Linked DNA regions of Macaca mulatta: region 1 is linked to region 2. The links are chromatin contacts, called in public Hi-C maps. All regions are on one chromosome and are shown on one strand. The core of a region is the stretch at or near the end of the contact, and the rest is flanking DNA. Distances in the headings are between cores, read along the strand shown.

What was found. Hi-C and Micro-C count contacts between places; a contact is called where the count stands out from the background.
Region 1: a Hi-C map of fetal cortex germinal zone shows a contact between it and region 2, with 2.2 times the contacts expected there. The contact joins the promoter of HAUS6 here to the promoter of RPS6 in region 2. A contact is called at or near these places in 2 of 14 Hi-C or Micro-C datasets (fetal cortex germinal zone and fetal cortical plate).

What each region holds. Positions count from the first base shown.
Region 1 is chr15:80,092,848-80,096,965 of T2T-MMU8v2.0, reverse strand. It overlaps HAUS6 (HAUS augmin like complex subunit 6), which reads right to left and starts at 2,729. Exons shown (of 17, transcript XM_028835138.2): 1 at 2,630-2,729. The coding sequence starts at 2,631.
Region 2 is chr15:79,810,364-79,814,275 of T2T-MMU8v2.0, reverse strand. RPS6 (ribosomal protein S6) reads right to left here and starts at 2,029. Exons shown (of 6, transcript XM_077966042.1): 1 at 1,882-2,029; 2 at 1,302-1,433; 3 at 512-722; 4 at 185-331. The coding sequence starts at 1,346. LOC144334693 (a long non-coding RNA gene) reads left to right here and starts at 2,133. Exons shown (of 2, transcript XR_013404823.1): 1 at 2,133-2,209.

The sequences.
Region 1 (4,118 bases), core at 1,480-3,979, 280 kb before region 2:
GTTACACCGTGTTGCCCAGGCTGTTTCCGAACTCCTGAGCTCAGGCAATCCGCCTCCTCGGCCTCCCAAAGTGCTAGGATTACAGGCACGAGCCACCACGCCAGGCGGTACTCAATTTTTAGAAAAGACTGCTAGACAGGCCGCTACACACGTTAATAGTAACTTCTCAAAAATAATTACCAAGCAAAACTTAATTACAGTTGTAAATCTTGACAGAAAAAATACAGCCAAAACAAGTCAAGAGGGGGAAGGCAGAGGAGGAGGAAGGAAATCTTATAATAGCTCAGTTCATTGTGAAATTATGGTAGGAATCAAAAGAGATTGATGAATCAAGAAATAGAGGTCGCTGGGTGCGGTGCCTCACGCCTGTAATCCCAGTACTTTGGGAGGCCGAGGCGGGTGGATCACCTGAGGTCAGGAGTTTGAGACCAGCTTGACCAACATGGTGAAACCCCGTCTCTACCAAAAACACAAAAATTAGCCGGGCGCAGTGGCGGGCACCTGTAATCCCAGCTAGTACGGAGGCTGAGGCACAAGAATCGCTTGAACACAGGAGGAGGAGGTTGCAGTGAGCCGAGATCGTGCTACTACGCTCCAGCCTGGGCGACAGAGCCAGACTCCGACTCAAAAAAAAACAAAAACAAAAACAAGGAAAAAACCACAGCCACAGTCAGGCATGGTGGCTCAAGCCTGTAATCCTGGCACTTTGGGAGGCCGAGGCCGGCGGATCATGAGGTCAGAAGTTCGAGACCAGCCTGGCCAATGTAGTGAAACTCATGTCTCTACTAAAAATACAAAAATTAGCCGGACATGGTGGCGGGCGCCTGTAGTCCCAGCTACTCAGGGGGCTAAGGCAGAAATCACTTGAACCCGGGAGGCGGAGGTTGCAGTGAGCCGAGATCGCGCCACTGCACTCCAGCCTGGGCGACAGAGCGAGACTCTGTTTAAAAAAAAAAAAAAAAAAAAAAAGCCTCTAGAAGAACTGAAAATATGTAATTTACAAAAATATAACAGATTGAGGAGAATAGAAGATGGCCAATGTATCTATCCCAAATTCCCCTTGGCCTACAGTGGGAATGATGAAACAGAGATACTGGCTAAAGTTGATAAAACATAGAAATAAAACAGAGTTATTTACAGTGGGTTATTAGGAGAGATCCATAACCTTAACAGAAGTGGAAAAAGTAGGGAAGGGGCTTTTACTTTCCATACTTTTCATTAAAAGGGTATTAGTTTTTTTTTTTTTTTTTTTTTTTTTTTGAGACGGAGTCTCGCTCTGTTGCCCAGGCTGGAGTGCAGTGGCCGGATCTCAGTTCACAGCAAGCTCCGCCTCCCGGGTTCATGCCATTCTCCTGCCTCAGCCTCCCGAGTAGCTGGGACAACAGGCGCCCGCCACCACGCCCGTCTAGTTTTTTGTATTTTTTTTTTTTTTTTTTTTTTTTTGAGATGGAGTCTCGCTCTGTTGCCCAGGCTGGAGTGCAGTGGCCAGATCTCAGCTCACTGCAAGCTCCGCCTCCCGGGTTTATGCCATTCTCCTGCCTCAGCCTCCCGAGTAGCTGGGACTACAGGTGCCCGCCAACTCACCCGGCTAGTTTTTTGTATTTTTTAGTAGAGACGGGGTTTCACCGTGTTAGCCAGGATGGTCTCGATCTCCTGACCTCGTGATCCACCCGTCTCGGCCTCCCAAAGTGCTGGGATTACAGGCTTGAGCCACCGCGCCCGGCCAGTTTTTTGTATTTTTTAGTAGAGACGGGGTTTCACCGTGTTCGCCAGGATGGTCTCGATCTCCTGACCTCGTGATCCGCCCGTCTCGGCCTCCCAAAGTGCTGGGATTACAGGCTTGAGCCACCGCGCCCGGCCAGGGTATTAGTTTTTAATACCTTCTCCGTTGTTTTATGCTAACTCCAGCATGCCTTACTAATTCAAAAATTAAAAATTATAAAGTTAAACCACCTTCAAAGGCTCCCTTGAGTTCAAAAGGCATTTTGTACGTAAGATTCCCCTGCTCTTCCACTACTACCCGCCATCCCTCCCACTACTCCACAGACCACCCCTCCACCACCTAGGCAGAATTAAGCTGTCCCTCCAGTTTTGCACTCTGCCCATCTGCAGACTTTGCACTCGCCTACAGATCGCTTCCGGCACTCTTCCATTATTTACTGTCTGCCTCTGCTACTAGGCTGGCAGCAACTGGGAGTAGGAACTTTGGAGTCAATGCCTGGCACAGAGTAACCGCTCAACCAATTCTGATTAATCAACCTCCGGGGTATACAAAAGGGCAAGGCCGGGATCCCCCGGCTCAGGCTCCCTCGCCCCGACAGCCCCGGCCTCCTTACACTCCGAGATGCGTGTGCGACACGATCTTTCCGCAGGCAATGGTTGCCGGGCCTGGCTCGAAGCCGAGCGCCTGCAGATACATCCAGAGATGCTCCTTCTCGAAAGCGGTGACCGAAGCCGAGCTCATCCTCGCGGTAGGCACGGCGGCTGCGAAGAAAGAAAGCGCAAACCCAGGGGACTCGGAGGGCCCTCAAGATCCCTCCCTACGGTCAGCCTGAGGTCGCGGCGGTCCTTCCATTGCCAAAGTCTGCTCCTTTCTCGCCCCGAGCCATTTCGCCTCAAAGGGACTTACATCCTCCGGGAAACTGAGCTTCTAACGGTAGTGCGGGCACAACTGCCTCAGCAAAGCCACCACAAACCGAGACTCCCGCCCTTAAGGAAGAGCAGTATGCGCCTGCGCCGCCAGTCTTCCGAAGGAGGAGGGACTTCCCGGAAGGACTATATCTCCCGCCATGCCATGCGCCCTTCTCTCCTCCCTTCCGGTCATGCCCAGCCAAGAAACTACCAAGACCCACGCGGCATTGCGCGGCCAGCGAATTGTTCTGCGCTTGCGTAACGGCTATCTTGCCCAGATCCTCGGGTCTTCGGGATTTTCTGATTGTTGGTGTGTGGGGTTCATTTGCTTGTGTATGCTAGTTGTTACGTCACATAAAAGCCATAAATGGAGCACTGTACCTCGGTGTAGAGAGAAGAAGCATTGGTTCCATCCTCCGCTATGCTCACTGTGACTCTGATCAAGTCACGTAATCTCTGAGCCTCATTTCTGTCATTAGCGAAATCTATGCCCTCAAATACTAGAATACTAGATGCTCCTTTGCCTGCTTTAAATGAAATCTGGCTCCCTACTCCCCCTGCAGCCTTTTTTTTTTTTTTTTTTTTTTTTTTTTGAGACGGAGTTTCGCTCTTGTTGCTCAAGTTGGGGTGCAGTGACAAGATTTCGGCTCACTGCAACCTCCGCCTCCCGGGTTCAAGCATTTGTCCTGCCTCAACCTCCAGAGTAGCTGGGATTAACAGGCGTCCACCACCACGCCCGGCTAATTTTTTGTATTTTTAATAGTCTCTGAAAGCACAATAGAGACAGTTTCACCATGTTGACCAGGCTGGTGTCGAACTCCTAACATCAGGTTATCCGCCGTCCTCGGCCTCCCAAAGTGTTGGGATTACAGGCGTGAGCCACTGCGCCCGGCCGCCTGCAGTTCTCTTAACTGACGGCTGTTGCCTACCACAAACCCCATAGACAACAGGGCCTCGAAATGGATTGGGTAACCTGCTTTTAAGTCTCATTGCTACCTCTGGCAATTATTGCCTCCTGCCTCACTAAAACCACCTTAATAAAAAGAGGCCAGGCACGGTGGCTCAAGCCTATAATCCCAGCACTTTGGGAGGCCAAGGTGGGTGGATCACCTGAGGCGGGGAGTTCAAGACCAGCCTCACCAACATGGAGAAACCCGGTCTCTACTAAAAATACAAAATTAGCCTGGCGTGGTAGCGCATGACTGTAATCCCAGCTCAGCTACTCGGTAGGCTGAGGCAGAAGAATAGCTTGAACCCAGGAGGCAGACGTTGCATTGAGCCAAGATCCTGCCACTGCACTTCAGCCTGAGTGACAAAGTGAGACTCTGTCTCAAAAAAAAAAAAAAAAAAAAAAAAAGAGTGAGAGGAGAGAGAGAGAGAGAACCCACCAAGTTGCCCAGGCTGGGCTCGAACTCCTGGGCTCAAGCGATCTGTCCACCTTGGCCTCCCAAGGAATGAGCCACCGCGCCCAGCCTAAAACCACTTTT
Region 2 (3,912 bases), core at 780-3,279:
AATAAGCAAGGATTAATACCAAGTGGGTATGCTGGCCACCCCCACATATTTTTTGTAAAAATTCAGACTCCAGGTGAAGAATGCTAAGGCTCCAAAGGCACATTTTTATCTTCTCATATGCACACAAAATGATATTGACAAATCACCAAAATTAAGCAAGCCCTAATTGCATAATCCCTCCTACCTTCTTTGTTTAAGGGCTTTCTTACAACATACTGGCGGACGTCATCTTCTTTAGAGAGATTGAAAAGTTTGCGGATTCTGCTAGCTCTTTTGGGGCCCAGGCGGCGAGGAACTGTAGTATCAGTCAGTCCAGGAATATCCTTCTCTCCTTAGAAGACACAATTGAAAAGATTTTAATTCAACAACTTCCTTAAGAATCCTAAATCAGAATATTTAATGTTGAATTGATGGTAAAGAAACAAATCCATTGGATACTGCAAATGAATAAGCATTTGGACAACTGGCTTTACATCAATTTCAATGAAAATTGAACACAAGTAACCCTCACCTTTTTTTACAATAACCAAGTTGAGAACGCTCAGATTGGCATCCACAATGCAACCACGAACTGATTTTCTCTTTCTTTCTCCCGTTCTCCTTGGTCTGTAACAGGAATGCCCCTTACTCAGTAGCAGGCGGACACGGCCATGGGTCAAGACACCCTGCTTCATGGGGAAACCTTGTTTGTCGTTCCCACCACTGATTCGGACCACATAACCCTGCAAGAGCATACAATGAATGACACATTTACTATTTCTATTCCAAAATTATACAATACAGGATTGTGACCTCTGTGAACCACACCTATATGAGAAAGTATAATTCATTATGAAAACCAATTTAAACTTAAAACTTAAGCACGTTTTCTCTGATCAGTAAGTTTTGTCTACATTCCCAACTTATCAAGTTCAATTATCAGATGTCTTTCATTCAAGTCGCATTTCTAACCGATGTTTTATTAGAAATAACAGCACTAGGAAGATAAAATATCAAAGAGCAACAAACAAGATACAATGCGTCTTCGCACTTTGGAGATTATGAGGACAGCTATGTGACATCTGCCGAATGCATGATGCATGGCAAGAATTACGTTGATGTAAACTTTACGTATATTTTACGGCTTACTCTATGTCTCCCCTCCAAGGTAACAGCTCAGCTTCATAAAGTGGCATTCGGAAGCAACTTACCAAAGGTCAGAAGCCAGAACCCGCAGTCTGAACCCCATTCCAAATACCAATTACCAATGGCGTTTACCGTCTGACTTCAATAGCTGCAACAATTTGATTGTTAACTTTTACCTTCCATTCTTCACCCAGAGCGTCAGCAGCAACTTCTGTGGCCATACGCTTCTCATAAAAAGTACGAAGTTTGCGTTCATCGTCCACTTCAATGAGTTTCTGGCAGCCAGTGGCTGGGAAGGAGATGTTCAGCTAAGGATTAAAAGGGAGGGAAATAGTTTACGAAACTACCTACACAGGTAATTGTAGAGCCATCCACAAAGTTAATTCCACTGCAAAAAGCCTTTCATGTTGCCTCCACACAAGCAGGAAATATGAGATGCCGACCGTACTCACTAAAAGCACGTGAAAGCACAGTAGCAGTCAAGAAGCGCCGCACTCAGGAGGACGTGTTCCCCTCAAGCCCCGCAGAATGACTCTGGGGGCGAGGGCGCTCCGCAGCTGTTCACCCTCCCGAAGCAAGAAAGCCGGGGTCAAGAGCCGCACCACAGGCCTGCCGCAAACTGGGCAACACGCCGGGACGCCACCATGGCGCTCCCGGCCCGCCGCGGCTCCAGCCGCAATCGCCTGCCATCCGCTCGGCCAAAAAGCTCCATGCCCCAGAAAAGCGAGCCTTCTCCTACTTGAGACCCTTCTGCACCTAAAGCCAGGATCTTGCAGTGCTGGAAATGAGGCAATGCCGCGTTCTGGGACTCGATTCACGTTCCCCAAACCAGTCTAACACTCGCCACCACCACCTACCTTCATCTTGAAGCAGCCGAACGCCTCCGAGGCGCCACGGAAAAGAGGACCAACTTCCGCTTAGCGCAAGTCTCATAGGCGCTTTCAGTTCTCGCGAGATGAGCAGAAGTACGGGACAGCGGAAGTAAGCACGGGTGGGCGGCACTTCCGGGGTTGAGTTGAATCAGGGTCTGGGAGGTGAAGTTGGTTGCCAGTGGTTGTGAGGTTATGCCAGCAGTGGTGGTCTGGTAAGGCGAGCCCGCGTGTGATTCTGAGGGTTAGCCCCTTCCCTGTCTTGTCTTTTCCACGCTCCCTGGGTTTTGGAGCTGGGTGGCTCACGCCTGTAATCCCAACACTTTGGGAGGCTGAGGCGGGCGGATTATTTTAGGTCAGGAGTTCGAGACCAGCCTGGCCAACATGGCGAAACTCCGTCTCTAATAAAAATATATAAATTAGCCGCGCGTGGTGGGGGGGGGCGACTGTAGTTCCAGCTACTAGGGAGGCTGAGGCACGACAATCGCTTGAGCCCGAGAGGCGGAGGTTGCAGTGAGCCCATATCGCACCACTGCACTGCAGCCTAGGCGACAGAGGGAGACTCCGCCTCAAAATAATAAAAGTTCGAGTTCCAAATCAAGTAAACAAGAATAATGTTTACTTTCTAAAATTATCACATACCATCTTCCCACTTTAGTGTCACAAAGGTTTGAGTTTAGGACTGTTTCACGTTCGAAGTTGAATGACTCTACTGAATCCGCTTTGATCATCTCACATTAATTCGTGGAATCTTGGTGAAATGATGCTTTTTAAAATCTGAGTACTGTATGTAATTTTTTTGTTAAGGTGAAATTGACATAACCAGTCATTTTTAAAGTGAACAATTCAGTGGCATTTAGTACATTCACAATGCTGTACAACCAGCCTCTCTATCGATACAGTTCCAAAACATTTTCATCATCCTAAAAGAAAACGCTGTGCCCCGTTAAGCGGTTGCTCCCCCTTCCCCATTTCCACCAGGCCCTGGCAACCACCAATCTGTGTCCTGTCTCAGTGGATGTGCCTATTTCACAAAAATGGAATCATACAATATTGACCGTTTGTGTCTGTCTGACTAATCTTTTGAGTCGTAGCATGTATCAGTATGTCATCCCTTTTATGGCTCAATATGCTAGTGTAGGTATAGACTGCAATTTGTTTATCCATTCATCCATTAATAGACATATGGGTTGTTTCTACCTTTTAACTATTGTAAATAGTTCTTCTATGTATGAGTACTTGTTTTCAGTTATTTTAGGTATATACCTAAGAGTGAAATTGCTGGGTCATACAGTAATTTTATTCTCAGGGAGAAACGGAAACTATTTCACAGCAGCTGGACCATTTTACATTCCCACCAGCAATGTATGAGGGCCGCAGTTTATCAAAATCATGGCCAACACTTTTTTTTTTTTTTTTTTTAATTTTTAAAAAATGTATTGTAGAGACAGGGTCAAAGCGAGATCCTGTTGGTCTGGAACTCTTGGCCTGCAGCATCCTCCTGCCTCAGCCTCTGGAGTAGCTGCGACTCATAGTGGTTTCGATTTGCATTTCCCTAATGACTAATGATGTTGAGCATGTTTTAATGTGTTTGTTGGCCATTTGTATATCTTCTTTAGAGAAATGTCTGTATAAGCTCTTAACTCTCCCTGTTTTTTTCGCCCTAATTATTTTTATTGAAGTAGTGGGAGTAAATTAATGTGAGGCAAAGACAAAGTCTAGAACCATGGGCTAGGTTTTTTTGTTTGTTTTTCCCTTTAAAAATATTTTAGGGTGGCCAAACTCAGTGGCTCACACTGGTAATCCAAATGCTTTAGGACGCTGAGATGGGAGGATCTCCTGAGGCCAGGAGTTTGAGATCAGCCCGGGCAAACATAATGACACCCTGTCTTCAAACCCTGACACCATTTTGAAGTGT